2 separate regions of the Sus scrofa genome follow, and region 2 is linked to region 1. The links are chromatin contacts, called in public HiChIP or PLAC-seq maps. All regions are on one chromosome and are shown on one strand. The core of a region is the stretch at or near the end of the contact, and the rest is flanking DNA. Distances in the headings are between cores, read along the strand shown.

Evidence for each region. HiChIP or PLAC-seq counts read pairs in DNA pulled down with a chosen protein or histone mark.
Region 2: an H3K27ac HiChIP or PLAC-seq map of alveolar macrophages shows a contact between it and region 1. The contact joins the enhancer-like site here to the promoter of STAT6 in region 1. A contact is called at or near these places in 5 of 5 promoter capture datasets (fetal liver, fetal skeletal muscle, liver and 1 more), 29 of 47 Hi-C or Micro-C datasets (adipose tissue, alveolar macrophages, blood and 14 more) and 2 of 2 datasets of contacts at active chromatin or transcription factors (alveolar macrophages and skeletal muscle).

What each region holds. Positions count from the first base shown.
Region 1 is chr5:22,417,963-22,425,581 of Sscrofa11.1, forward strand. STAT6 (signal transducer and activator of transcription 6, interleukin-4 induced) reads right to left here and starts at 3,486. Exons shown (of 22, transcript NM_001197306.1): 1 at 3,363-3,486.
Region 2 is chr5:22,477,741-22,485,359 of Sscrofa11.1, forward strand. It overlaps LRP1 (prolow-density lipoprotein receptor-related protein 1), which reads left to right. Exons shown (of 93, transcript XM_021091826.1): 22 at 2,259-2,441; 23 at 2,851-3,051; 24 at 4,409-4,654; 25 at 4,863-5,060; 26 at 6,453-6,657; 27 at 6,830-6,994; 28 at 7,448-7,619. Among named protein-coding and RNA genes, the nearest start is that of NXPH4, 41 kb to the right of the region's middle. Within about 2 kb of position 4,726, at least 25 of the 83 cell types and tissues checked have an H3K27ac peak or open chromatin away from gene starts, as enhancers often do. A contact at or near this core is called in adipose tissue, alveolar macrophages, fetal liver and 1 more, where this site is marked.

The DNA of each region.
Region 1 (7,619 bases), core at 2,236-4,735:
GACAGCCCTCCCAGAGAGCCAGACCACCTCAAACCGGGGACATCTCTGGTTGAGGCCTGAGACAAGGGATTTCCTTCAACAGTAGACACAGGGGTGATGGGATGGGAGGAACTGAGCTGCAGTAAGGGGTGAGAGACAGAGGAGATGGGGCAGGAGGGAAAGCTCTCTGAGAGAAGACAGAGGATATGGTTGTAGCTCTAAATCTGCCTCTGGTGACAAGAAACCTCCCCTCTCTGGACCTGGAGCCTCTCATCTAGAACATACAAAGTGTGGATAAAGTTTAGAACTTTCCAAACTCTTTTTTCTTCTTTTCCTCTGCCCATGGCACACGGAAGTTCCCAGGCCAGGAGCTGAACTCATACCACAGCAGTGACCCAAGCTGCTGCAGTGACAAAGTCAGATCCTTAATCCACTGCACCACCAGAGAACTCCCTTTCCAAACTTTTGTAAGCAGTAGACGATTTTAGTTTAACCTGTGGAATTCCCATTATATGAAACTGGAGGAGTTCCCACCATGACACAACAGGATCAGCAGCATCTCTGGAGTGCTGGGATGCGGGTTTGATCCCTAGCCCGGCACAGTGGGTTAAGGATCCAGTGCTGCCGCAGCTGCAGCATAGGTCAAAGCTGCAGCTCAGATCTGATCCCTGGCCTGGGAGCTCCATACGCCATGGGGCAGCCAAAAATTTTTAAAAATTAAAACATTAAAAAAAAAAAATTGAAGTTTCTCTGTTGAAAATGAGTGTAATAGCCCTGGAATTCTACTGCTTCTTACTTCCCTCTGCCTACCTTCTGACTCCAAAGGTGTCCCTGGAGAAACCCCTCCCAATTCCAGGGCTCTGTGACAGAATTTTTTTTTTTTTTTTTTTAATCTTTTCAGGGCTGCACCTGCGGCATATGGAGGTTTCCAGGTCGAATCGGAGCTCTGCCACAGCCAGGGCAATGCCAGATCCTAAACCCACTGAACAAGGCCAGGAATTGAACCTGCCTCCTTTTGGATGCTAGTCAGATTCGTTTCTGCTGAGCCATGACAGGAACTCCCCGTGAGAGAATTTGAAAACTACCTGGCTAGATGATGAAGAAGAGGATGGAAGACTAATAATAGCTACCATTAACTAAGCACTTACTGTGTATGAGGCGTTACACTGGATGCATTACCTCATTATAACCTTGCAACAATTTTTAAAATATAGAATTATCCCCTTTCACAGGTAGAGAAACCAAGCTCAAGGAGATTCTCCAACTTGCTGAGTTTGGACATCAAGATTTGAACCCGAATGGGGTTAACTATTACATCATGCAGCTAGGATCCCTTCCAGATCCAAATCCCATAATCCTAAACGGGGGGCGTGTGCTGGAGGCGAATTGAAGAGGAGATGGAGCAAAAGGAAAAGCAGAGAGGAGTTCCCATCGTGGCTCAGTGGTTAACAAATTCTACTAGGAACCATGAGGTTACGGGTTCGATCCCTGGCCTTGCTCAGTGGGTTAAGGATCCGGCGTTGCCTGAGCTGTGGTGTAGGTTGCAGACATGGCTCGGATCCTGCGTTGCTGTGGCTCTGGCGTAGGCCAGTGGCTACAGTTCCGGTTAGACCCCTAGCCTAACCCCATATGCCACGGGTGCGGCCCTAGAAAAGGCAAAAAATAAATAAATAAATAAATAAATAAATAAATAAATAAAGGAAAAGCAGAGAGAACTCAGGAAGAAGGTGAGAGCAACTGGAGAAAAATCAGGGTTAATAAGTCTGTAGTGAAAAGTCTAGAAGGGGGAGAGGCTAGAAAAGGGGGAGAAGAAAAGGGGCAAGAGGAAAGGAGATGGGGGAGTAGGGAAAAGGATTGCCTCCCCATTTCTGGGTGGGCTGCAGGGAGGAGTGGGTAAACCAGTGGTTTCCCAGGGGTCTCTCAGTTCATGTTTCTCAAAATGTCCCTCTTCTCAGAGATGATAGAAAGGATGGGGATGGAAACTCCCTGGGTCTCCCCCAACCCAGTAACCCCAAGTCCTCCGGCTGTACTTTTAGCCTCTCCCCTCTCCCAGTTCTTGCAAAAGGATGGAGAACAGAGGGGCCCCTTTTCTAGACACTCCAGTCCCTCCCCGCAGGCCCTCTCCCCGTGAGCTCTTTTCTCCCAAAGGCAGAATCCTCCCCCATCCTGCTCAGGGTCCTCTAATAGAGTTTTCTCTACGCCCGCCTTGGGGTGGGGCGCCTTTCGGTTGGTGTTTCAACCCAAGGGAGGACTCCATTCCTTTCTTGTCCCTTCCTCTCTCGTTTCTCAAGGTGTTCAGACCTTTGACCCTCTACCCCTACCCTACTGGGGACTGAGATGACCCCTAAGCCATAGGCAGCCCCACCTTTCCTCTACATCCTCTTGTTGAGTGGCCAGCTTCCTGTCCCGGCTCTGGCTTCAAATCTTCCCCCCCTCCATCCCCAGACTGCAAGGGGCTAGATTTTCCCCCACCCACACCCACCGCCCACACACAATAACAAGGCCGTGTCCATTGGCCTGCCAGGCCAGAGACGCCTTCTGCTCTAAGCCCCGCTGAACAGCCGCAGGGAGGGAGGAGCCCCGGCGTGAGGGGGCGGGGCCAGTGTTGCCTTCCCAATAGGGAAGGGAAGCCCCACGTCCAGGATCTTCATCAGCCCGGCTTCGTGGCCTAAACCTCAGCTCAACTCCGACATTCCTGAGCCCTCTGACCGTGGGACCACAGGATCAAAAGTCAAAAGAGTTTCTCCGAGTTGCCCAATGTGTGTATGTGGAGGTGGGGGCGGGGAGGGATGCGGGGAGGCGGAGCCAGGTCAGCACGAGGAGGGTTAACTCCGTGACGCGCCGGGACCAGCGTGGAGCAGTTTTGAGGGGGAAATTCCCCCTCCTCTGGGGCACCATGAGGTCTACATCTGGGGCTCGCTCACCCCCTAGCCACACCCTTGAACGGGAACCTTTATGGGGGGGCCTGGTAGGGGTTTGTCAAGACCCACTACGCCCAGGCATCAGCCTACCAGGGAGGGGCAGCCACTTTCCCCCACCGCAGACGGCAGAGGGACACCTCCTTTCCCTCCTTTCCCTGCCTTTGCGCGTCCCTGTAGGTGCAGGGACGCGGGGGTGGGGGTGGGGGTGAGGGAGGGGCTGGAAAAAGTGAACCACGGCATGGAGGGGTTGAGGGGGGAAGTGCTAGGCCTGTACCCAGCCCAGATTCCTCTGATATTTCGAAACTGCCAAAACTCAGTACCACCAGCGACCAGCCCCAGCTGAAACAATTTCTTGGGGACCATCCACTCTGCCCAGGGAGGATTCTGAGAGGCCCTCCCCCACCCCCCACACACTCATAGTCAGATGCCCCCCAACCCCCCCTCCTGGAGGTATCCCCTCACCTTGGCAACCCCTCTGCTGTCTTCTCCCTCTCTCAGCGGGCACTGCCAGGCCCCATGGGTCTGTAGCTCTGTCCAGCGGGTTCAGGGCTGGCCCTGCTAGCACCCTCCCTCCAGCACCACTAAAAAGAAAACACGCACACACACACAGTCACACATACACACACACACACACACACACACACACAAAATCCTCTCCCGTCCTCCTCTTCAGTGTAAGCAGTGGCTGCCCCAGCCCGCTGTTTCCGGCTTCTCCGACTACCCAGGTCCCTCCCTGGACCTCTGACGACACAGAGAAGAGAAAGTGGGCTGGAGGAGGAAGAGGAAGAAAGTGGGGTGAGCGTATCTGCCTCCTGTCCCGGGGAGGGGAGCATGGGGTGAGGGGAGCCAGGACTGGGATTTGGGGGGCCCTGGGGCCTGGCTGGAAGGGAGGTTGATCCCCATTTACCCTGTCCCCCATAAAAGCAATAAACTTTTCTCTAGAAAGTCACCTAATGTCAAGTAGAGACATACTGCCTCTCTCATACTCAAAACTTTCGCAGGGGCTGGAGTTTGGGCTCACCAGGGACTGGGCTCCCCCCGGGGCCTCTGGAAGACGAAACCCCTCAGGGCTCTGCGCTCCCTCCAGTGGAGGACCCTGAAAGCAGGCAAGGAGCTCCAGTCTACTCCGTCCGGAACTCCTAGGTTCCCCTCCCTTCTAGGTGGGGACCGCCTTAGAGGTCTCGTGACCGCTGACGGGAGCGTGTGGGGGAGGGGACCCAGAAGCTCAGAATGCTGGAGGACTCCAGGGGTCCTCGGACTGAAAGTCATCTCTGCCCCCTCTTCACAGGGGACTATTCTCAGACCCAGGTGGGAGCCAGCAAAAGCTGGAGTTGCTGCCTGATTCCCAAGGGTCAAGTTTGAATATGAATCTGCTGTGCAGCCTTGGCAAAGTTCCCAACTGTTTCTGGGGTAAACACTGAGACACACCCAGAAACAAACACACATACACAATTTCCCTGGCCACAAGATTCCCCCCCCCAACACGCACACATACTTACACACACGTGCAGGCAGTCTCGAAGACATGTCTGCACTCAGAGCCACATGCAGTCACAAGGGGACACACACTCACACACAAGGCTTGCTCAGCTTCTGAGTCATCATCATAACTAGTGGATGGTTTCTGCAGCTTTTGCTGGAGGAGGAGCTGGAGAAGGCCAAGGGACTCCGAGAGCTATTCAGGCCCCTAAACCTGAGAAGTGGTGTGGGCAAAGGGTGGTCTCTGAGGGGCGGTGGAAGATGGGAGGTGGTTTCTACTCCCCTCCTTTCTCCCCAAACAGGGCTGGGCTCAGGGGCCAAAGCCAGGCCTATGCTGCCCCCTGGTGTCTGAACAGATTCCCAAAGCCCAGCTCCTTCCACTTGGGTTCATGTGGAACAGGTGGCAACCAGCCAGGCAGCAGAGGATAGCAATTAAGACCCTGGCCTCTGGAGACAGGCTACGTGAGTTCAAATCTTGCCAGTGCTGCTAACTGCACAACTCTGGGCAGTTCACTCTTTGTGCTTCAGTTTTGCCATCTGTAAAACAGAGCAAATAATAGTCTTGACTTACAAAGTGTGAGAGTGAAATGCAATAATACATGTGAAAGCTTAGAAAAATGCCTGGCACATAGTAAACGTTAGGCACTATTATTATTATTATTACTTTTTGGTCTTTTTAGGGCCACACCCGTGGCATATGGAGGTCCCCAGGCTAGGGGTCAAATCGGAGCTACAGCTGCTGGCAATACGGAAACCGAGCTGCACCTGCAACCTACACCACAGTTCACAGCAATGCCAGATCCTTAACCCACTGAGCAATGCCAGAGATCAAACCTGCATCCTCATGGATGCTAGTCAGATTCATTTCCACTGAGCCACGATGGGAACTCCAGGCACTATTTTTATGTCCCAGAATAAGCCAGGCAGAAGGGCCTCTATCCTACATCAGAGTCCCCAGATTTGAGGGTAATATTACCACCACAAAGAGTCTATTGGAGGTATGTGTGTTTACTGTGTCAGGAAAGCAGCCATTTGAAGAGGAGGGAGGGCTGGGATGGAGCTGGTGGGGAGGGGATCTGTCCATGGATCTAGAAGACAGGCAATGCTAGGATCGCACTGTGTGCACAAAGGTGCTCAAGCCGCATGCGCTTTGTGTGCTCCCGGGTGCCCACTCAGCCTGTCAGCAGCGCAGACAGTGGCTGAATTCAGGCTTCACCATCTAAGGGTCTTTGGGAGGCCAAGTCCCCCTGAACTTTGGCAAGACAAGGGGCAGAGAGAATGCAGTCTCTAACTTCGGCTCTTTTGTGGGGAGATAGGAAGGTGAGGGGCACCTACTGGTAAGAAAATAGTATTTATGGCAGTTCCCGTCGTGGCTCAGTGATTAATGAGTATGACTAGGAACCGTGAGGTTGTAGGTTGGATCCCTGGCCTTGCTCAGTGGGTTAAGGATCCGGCATTGCCATGAGCTGTGGTGTAGGTCACAGACGTGGCTCAGATCCTGCGTTGCTGTGGCTCTGGCAGAGGCTACACCTCTGATTCGACCCCTAGCCTGGGAACCTCCATATGCCATACGGGAGTGGCTCTAGAAAAGGCAAAAACAAAACAAAACAAAACAAAAGCAAAGCACGAGGAGCTGGGGGACTTAAACAATGAAAGGATTTCTTTGTGTCACAGTACCAGAGGCTGGAAGACCAAAATCAAGGTGTTGGCAGGGCTGGTCCCCTCTGAGGGCTGAAAGAGAATTGATTGGTTCCAGGCTTTTCTCCTTGTCTTGTAGATGGCCATCTTCAAGCTCACCTGGTGTTCTCCCAGCTTGCAAGTCTGACTCCTAATTTTCCCTACAAGCACACCAGTCATATTGGATTGGGGCCCACCCTAAGGACCTCATTTAAACTTGATTACCTCTGTAAAGACCCCATCTCCAGGAGTTCCCATTGTGGCTCCGTGGGTAAAGAATCCAACTAGTATCCAAGAGGATGGGGGTTCGATCCCTGGCCTCACTGATCATCACAATGTTGCCAAAAGTCACAGATGCTGCTCTGATGCTGCATCTCTGTGGCTGTGGTATAGACTAGCAGCTGCAGCTCTGCTTCGACTCCTGGCCCAGGAATTTCCATAGGCTACAAGTGTGGCTTTAAAAAGAGAAAAAAGACCCTTTCTTCAGATAAGGTCATATTCTGAGATCCTTGGTGTTCTTCATGTGAATATGAATTTTTGAGAGACATAGGAATTCAACAGACTAATATAAGAATTTTCAAGAGACACAGTTCAACCCGTGACAGTGAGCCTTGACCAGCATTTCTTAAAAACCAAGTAGGTAGAATAGGAAATATCAGAATGCATCACATATAGTTAGGATAAGTAGTGTCTAATGAAACTTGTTTCAGTTTTATAAATTTATGTGAGTTCTAGTAGGTCTTGATGTAAAAGATACTTTTCAGTGCTAGTTGTGATCAGAAACAAGCACCATTTGGATGTTGGTAACCTTCCCAAATCCAATATCACTTTGCTTTGCCCTTTTTTTTTTTTCTTTTTAGGGCCACACCTGTGGCATATGGAGGTTCCCAGGCTAGGGGTTGAATAGGAGCTATAGCTGCTGACCTACACCACAGCCACGGCAACTCGGGATCCGAGCTGCATCTATGACCTACACCACAGCTCACAGCAATGCTGGATCCTTAAACCCACTGAGTGAGGCTAGGGATGGAACCCACAACCTCATGATTCCTAGTTGGATTCGTTTCCACTGTGCCATGATGGAAACTCCTGCATTGCTCTTTAATTGTTTTATGGGTACATCCTTCTCCAAGGACATAAGCTCCTGGAGGGCAGGAACACATATAATCTTGTAAACACCATTGTGAAGCTAGAAAAAACAACATTCATTCTTGTCAGTGAATGCAAAGACTACCATTTACTGAGTGTTTCCTGTACACTTGGTGCTGGGCTTTACACTAGGTTTACATACACTAAGCGGTTTTGTTTGTTTGTTTGTTTTGTTTTGTTTTCCAATTTTTTTTGCTTTTTAGGGCTGCACCAGTTGGCATATGGAAATTCCCAGGCTAGGAGTTGAATGGGAGCTATAGGTGCTGGCCTATACCACAGCCCCAGCAATGCCAGATCAGAACCATGTCTGCGATCTACACCACAGCTCACGGTAACACCGGATCCTTAACCCACTGAGTGAGGCCAGGGATCAAACTCATGCCCTCACAGGTACTAGTCGGGTTTGTTACCACT
Region 2 (7,619 bases), core at 3,476-5,975, 61 kb after region 1:
TGCAGCCGCCAGCCTGTGCCACAGCCACAACAACGTCAGATCTGAGCCGCATCTGCGACATATACCACAGCTCACGGCAACACCGGATCCTTAACCCACTGAGCAAGGCCAGGAATCGAATCCACAACCTCCACAACCTCATGGTTCCTAGTCCGATTTGTTAACCACTGAGCCACAATGGAAACTCCCAGATTTCCTCTTTATATAAGCACGCTCCTGTTGGATCAGGGCCCACCCTAATGACCTCCTTAAATTGATCATCTGCAAAGAAAGACCTATTTCCAAATAAAGTGGTGGTCGCAGGTACCATGAGGTAGGACTTCAGCATCTTGGTGAGCACAAATCAACCCATAACAACTGGCAGATGATTTGAAAAGTATAAAAACAACACAGACCAAAATCTCTGTGCAGGCCTCATCTGGCCCCTGACCAAGCTTTTAGAATTAAGGTTCATGTAATGGGAACAGTACTCAAAGCATGGAGTACCCACTGTGGGCCCAGCACTGAGAGGGAGGGTGGGGAGGGTCACCCAAGGCCCAGGAAATAGGAACCGAGTCTCAGGGGCTGGGGGAGTGGGACAAGTGCTAGTGCCTTGGGATTCTGAGAAGGGGACTTCTGGAGGCTTGTGGTGGGAAGAGCTGTCTGCCCCTCATGGGCGCAGTGAACTTGAACACGTTCAAGTTGCTTCCTCCTCTGAGCCTGGGCTTCCTCCTCTGTGAAGCGAGAGGAGGTGCGTCCGGGCCCGGCACGTGGGAGCAGGGATGTCATGATGGGTGACAGTGGTTAACTATGCTTGGGAGCTGGAATGGTCTGGAACCATTCAGGAAGAGGTGGGATTTGAATCCCTGATGAGGGATTAGGCTGTGGTTAATGGACAAGGGAGAGGATCTTCAGATGGGGGTGGGAGTGTGGCCTGAAGAACCCAGCAGTAAGACCTAGAGGGTGAAACCAAGCACTCCTGCTGGGGCCAGCAGGGCCGGGTGAGAACCTTCCAACTGAAGGGGAGAGCGGGAAGGAGGCAGGGCCTCCGGGTCAGGGGGTGGGGTGCAGATTGCAATAGCAACTGAAAGCAGGTTAGGCACTGGGACCCTTAGATCTCAAAGCTGGAAGGTGATAAGATGTAGGAAATGTTTTCAGAAGACAGTCTTGGAAGGAGATTAGATTGGAAAGAAGTTTAGGGGCCCTGAGGGAGGAGAATCAGCTTGGTGGCTGCTGCTGAATTCCAGGCACTAGACAAGAGCATGGACCATGTCAATGGCAGGGCTCGTGGGGGAGCAGGGCATGCAGGGGAGTGTGGGTATACAGGGGGGCTTGTGCACAGTCATCTGTGTCTCCCAGGTGCGGCTCCTGCTTCTTCCCCAGCCTCCTGAGTCAGATCTCAGCACAGCAGCCAGAGTGATGCTGCAGAATATAAGTCAAATCCCTCCCTGGCCCTGCCCTCAAGCCTGCCCTGGCTCCCTGTGTGCTTAGAATCGACGCCAAGCCCTGCTCCATGGCCTGCAGGGCTCCCACAACCTCTCTGACCTGCATTCCTGCCACTCATCTCCTCCTTCACTCTACTCCAGCTATGCAGCCCTAAATATGCCCTGGACATTTTTTTTGAACATGCCCTGCATGGTCCCATCTCTGAGACTTTGCACTAGCAGTTCCCTCTGCCAGGTAATCTCACAGCTCATGTCATTCAGGCCTCTGCTCAACATCGGCTTAGGGGCCTTCCCTGGCTGTCTTAGCTAAGTGGCATCCCATCTTCCCTGGCCTTGATCTGGCTTTGTCTGCATGTACTTGAGTGCTACCTGCAGTTCTATTCTGGATTTTTATGTCATGTCTTCATTGTTTCTCTTCCCCACTAGAACTTCAGCTCCATAAGGGTAAGGACTTTTTCTTGTTCATACTGGCACCCAGAGCAGTGCCTGGCACACAGTAGGTGCACAGTAAGTGTTTGTGGAGTGAATGGAACGGAGGCTAGGCCAAGGTGGGGACATTTGAACTTTGGTCTAGCAAACTGCTTCTCTAACGGAGCTCTTGTGTGTAAAATAATATTAGACAAGCTGATTTCCGGAATCCTGGGAGGTGTAATTGCCCTGATTCTGAGTTAGTGCTTTCGAGGAGGTCAGCAGGACTCAGAGAACTCTCCAGCCCTGGCTCAGCTCCTAGCCCCAGGCTAGGCTTAGCAGGAGGGGGCTAGGAAGGTAGAGATGAGAGTGGCTGACCTGGAGCCCTTAACGACCCCCCCATGACCCCTACCTTTCCCCCCCCAGCCACAAGGCCTCCTGGCGGCTGCCACAATGATGAGTTCCAGTGCCGGCTGGATGGTCTGTGCATCCCCCTGCGGTGGCGCTGCGATGGGGACACTGATTGCATGGACTCCAGTGATGAGAAGAGCTGTGAGGGAGTGACCCACGTCTGTGACCCTAATGTCAAGTTTGGCTGCAAGGACTCCGGTAAAGAAAAGGAAAGGGAAACAACATGGACAGGAGGAGACTGTACTGAGAGCAGAGCCGGGGCGAGGGAGTCACTGTCCCGTGAGGGGTGGGGTGGGGACACTGAGGCAGAAGGCTGCACAGAAAAAGCCTGTGCCTGACGCCTGGGGGGAGAAGGTATTGAAGGGGCCAGGCCTGCAGGAAGGGCCCTGGGAGCCCAAACACTCATCAGCGTTGAGCTTTAGCACCTCCTGCAGATTCCTGCCTCCTTTGTTGTCCAAGTGAGTTTGATAGAAAAAGCCTCAAGGCTCCTAGCGGACCCTAAGGCATTGTAGTCGTGACCCCTATTAGAGAAGCCCCATGGGGCTGGGAAGGACACAGAGAGCCCCATGACCCGGGCCTGGCCCCTGATACCCTGCCCGTCCCCCAGCTCGGTGCATCAGCAAAGCATGGGTGTGTGACGGTGACAGCGACTGTGAGGATAACTCGGACGAGGAGAACTGTGAGTCTCTGGCCTGCCGGCCACCCTCGCACCCCTGCGCCAACAACACCTCAGTCTGCCTGCCCCCTGACAAGCTGTGTGACGGCAACGATGACTGTGGAGACGGCTCGGATGAGGGCGAGCTCTGCGGTGAGGCCCCCGCCAGGGAGCGGGCTGGGGGGCTGGATGAGGAGTCCGAGCCGGGCTAGGGCGGTAGAACAGGACATGCTCCGAGGGGAGAGACTAGGAAATAGGACAGGGCAGCTCTGGGTTGGGAGGTCTGTGTGGTCAGTGCAGGCTCCTTATCCTGCGAGGGAGCAAGGAGGTGGGGGGAGGGGTGTGCATGCAAGATCAAAAGAATAGGGGTCAGGGAGGGCCACATGGTGTGACTTGGGGATGAGGAGCAGAGCAGAGCCACCTTATCTCCCCTGAGCCAGGCAGAGCGTCATTGGCTTCTTTGGAGGAGAGGAGTGGGAGATAAGGGCCTGCCCTGGGAAAGGCTGACGGGTCATCGGTCAGGGCTGGCAGGTCCCAGGGTGTGTCAGGGGCAGGACATTCCCTACTACACCCCAACCCACATCACCCACATCAGGAGAGACTGAGGGAAGAGGACCCTCCCAGAGAGAGACAAAAAGCTGGGGCTCAAGGGGCAGGAAGGGAGTTCCCATGTGGCTCAGTGGGTTACAAACCTGACTAGGATCCCTGAGGTTTCAGGTGCGATCCCTGGCCTCGCTCAGTGGGTTAAGGATCCGACATTGCCTTGAGCTGTGGTGTAAGTCACAGATGTGGCTTGGATCCCACATTGCTGTGGCTGTGATGTAGGCCAACAGCTGCAGCTCCAATTCAATCCCTAGCCTAGGAACTTCCATATGCTGCAGATGTGGCCCTAAAAAAGGAAAGGAAAGAAAGAAAACAAAAACAAAAACAAAAAATGAAGGGGCAGAGGGAGTTCCTGTTGTGACTCAGCAGGTTAGGAATCTGACTAGTATCCATGAGGATGCAGGTTAGATCCCTAGCCTCCTCGCTCAGTGGGTTACGGATCCTGTGTTGCCTTAAGCTGTGGTATGGGTCTCAGACATGGCTCAGATCCCATGTTGCTGCGGCTGTGGCATAGGCCAGAAGCTGCAGCTCCAATTCAACCCCTGGCCTGGAACTTCCATATGCTGCAGGTTCAGCCCTAAAAAGCAAAAAATAAAATAAAATAAAATAAAATAAAAATAAAGAAGAAGGGGCAGGGAAATAGAGGCCAGAGAGAGATTGGGCCGTGATGTGGGTGTGCTCCTCGGGGTAAGGAGAGGGTTGATCCCACGTGGTGCGTGCTGGGATCCCAACTCTGGTCCCGAGGGAACCTGGGAAGCAGTAGGGCAGAGGAATGGAAAGAAGGATGCCACAGGCAGGGTGCCAGGGTTCTGTCTCTGCTGCTGGGGACTGGGGCCCAGCCAGGCCGTGTGGTCTGCCTCCTTCCGGATCCTGACCCCGAAACTGTCCACTGCTCTCCACCCCCCAGACCAGTGCTCCCTGAATAACGGTGGCTGCAGCCACAACTGCTCGGTGGCACCTGGCGAAGGCATTGTGTGCTCGTGCCCTCTGGGCATGGAGCTGGGGCCTGACAACCATACCTGCCAGATCCAGAGCTACTGTGCCAAGCACCTCAAGTGCAGCCAGAAGTGCGACCAGAACAAGTTTAGCGTGAAGTGCTCCTGCTACGAGGGCTGGGTGCTGGAGCCTGATGGCGAGAGCTGCCGCAGCCTGGGTGAGATGCGGGTCAGGGGTGGCCGGGCAGCCAGGCAGGCTGGGGCAGGCCCCTGAGCAGCAGCGAGCTGGGCTTGGGTGGCCAAATGCCAGAGGCTGAGATTTCCATCCAGGCCCAGTGCCAGGGCCCACAGAGACCCTGCCTGCCCCCGGGCAGGGCGGCTCCAATGCAACGGGCCCCTTGTGACTCCTGTCACACCCCTCCCCAGACCCCTTCAAGCCGTTTATCATCTTCTCCAACCGCCATGAGATCCGTCGCATTGACCTTCACAAAGGGGACTACAGCGTCCTGGTGCCGGGGCTGCGCAACACCATCGCCCTGGACTTCCACCTCAGCCAGAGCGCCCTCTACTGGACCGACGTGGTGGAGGACAAGATCTACCGCGGGAAGCTGCTGGACAACGGAGGTGACTGCCCCCTGCCTGGGACTGACGCCAGGCGCAGCGCACCCAGACGGGGCCCTTGGGCGCTCCGAACCAGGGGACCAGATGCAGGCTGCCCAGAGCAGAGGCCCTTAGCTCCCCTATCCCCCACACTCTCGTTAATTGGGTTAGATTTTGCTGTGGGTCTCGGTGCCTGACGCCCCATAATTATCGTCAGCAGAGCTGCCAGCCTGATAATTAACAAAATGATCAGCCTTTCTTTGGAACGGCCAGAATTGCAGGCTTGCAAGAAAAAAGCCATTTAGGGGTGGGGTACCTGAATCCTGCCTTCTGTCCCAAGGCTGCCTCACCCATCACAGACTTCCTTGGATTAATAATAACACACGCTCCTGAGTGTGCACCTGCCACACACACTGGACCTGGGAGATGGCAGGGAGCTAGGCCAAATATCTGCCCTCATGGAGCTTACACACCAGTGGGAACTTCAGATATAAATACAGGACAGACTGTGATGAGGGGAGTGCCGTGGATAAAGAGAAAGGGGTCAGGAGTTCCTGTTGTGGCAGCGGAAACGAATCCGACTAGGAACCGTAAGGTTTCAGGTTCGATCCCTGGCCTCACTCAGTAGGTTAAGGATCTGGCATTGCTGTGAGCTGTGGTGTGGGTCGCAGACGCGGCTTGGATGCTGTATTGCTATTGCTGTGGTGTAGGCCAGCAGCTGTAGCTCCGATTCAACACCTAGCCTGGGAACTTCCATGTGTTGCGGGTACAGCCCTAAAAAGCAAAAAAAAAAAAAAAAAAAAAGAGAGAGAGAGAGAAAGGGGTCAGTCAGGAGAATGAGGGTAACATTTAATTTGAATGGTCAAGGAAGGCTCCCTGAGAAGCCAACATCTGAGCAAAGACTTGAAAAAAGCACATTTGACTAAAGGAGTTGGTATTTGTAGTAGAGAAAATCTGAAACTATCTCAAATGTCTATTAACAGGGAAGGCCAAGTAGACTGATAATATTCACACCACCTAACAGTTTCTAAAGTAATTTTATACGTATGCATATATATAGAGAGAGTGAGGGAGTGTTACAGTAGAAAAGGCTCTGGGACTATCTGTGGAATGACTGTCTATCTGCCTCATATTGAGTCTAGGTCTGCCTCCCAAGACTCTCACCCTCTGCTATGACCTACTCCCGGGGGTTACTCTCAGAGAGTTGCAGGCAAAAACCCCTTCCTCTGGGGTTCTGGAAGCCAGGCTTCAGCTTGATCTCCTGGGGCAGGGGGCCTGGGTAAGGAGAGTGGGGGTTCTCTGGACACACCAGAGATATTGGTAGAGGGTTGAGGGTGAGTTATCCAGGGTTCCTAGAATAGCGTGAGGACACCCCACCCCAGGTGATTCTAATCTCCTGTGACCTCTCGTCTCCAGCCCTGACCAGTTTTGAGGTGGTGATTCAGTACGGCCTGGCCACACCCGAGGGCCTGGCTGTAGACTGGATTGCAGGCAACATCTACTGGGTGGAGAGTAACCTGGACCAGATCGAGGTAGCCAAGCTGGATGGGACCCTTAGGACCACCCTGCTGGCCGGTGACATTGAGCACCCAAGGGCAATCGCACTGGATCCCCGGGATGGGTGAGGACCCCACCCAGCCCTCTTCTGGCCCACCAGCCCCCTGAAGCCTCGTTCACCCAGCCCAGGCATACCTTTCTCCTCCATGCTCTCTGCACCCTTCACCAAGGATCCTACCGCAACCTCTCCCCCAGACCCCCAATTTGGCCCTCCTGACCCCCTCCCTACTCCCCAGGATCCTGTTTTGGACGGACTGGGATGCCAGCCTGCCCCGCATCGAGGCGGCCTCCATGAGTGGGGCCGGGCGCCGCACCATCCACCGGGAGACGGGCTCCGGGGGCTGGCCCAACGGGCTCACCGTGGACTACCTGGAGAAGCGCATCCTCTGGATCGACGCCAGGTCAGTGCCTTGCATCCCACCTGGGAGGCCACCACCCTCCTCTCCCCCTCAGGGATGGAAGGCAAGGGTCCCAGGACTTGGCAGCCATGAGGGGGAGTGGAGCCAGAACCATGGGCCAAGGAGTGCCGGCCGAGGGCTGGAGCACAGTGCCGTCCTTGCTCACACATCTGGGGGCCCAGGGGAAGGGGAGGCTTTTTCTAGCTGATCTCCTCAAAGCAGTGCCTTTTTCTAACTTTTACCGCAGCCCTGGGTGCTGACAGGGTCCCTGGGGAGACACGAGCTGGAAGACTCTGGGAATTGGGGGCAGAGTTGGGATCCCGCATGGTTCTTGCACTGCGGGCACCACGCCGTGGGCTGGGGGGTGGGGGGCATGGAGGGTGGGAGCCCCAGGGCACACGCCCCAAGGGCTGAGACGCCCGTCAGCTCCTCACTCTGCCCCGACTCCGCTCTCAGGTCAGACGCCATTTACTCAGCCCGTTACGACGGCTCCGGTCACATGGAGGTGCTTCGGGGACACGAGTTCCTGTCACACCCGTTTGCAGTGACACTGTATGGCGGCGAGGTGTACTGGACGGACTGGCGGACAAACACGCTGGCCAAGGCCAACAAGTGGACCGGCCACAAT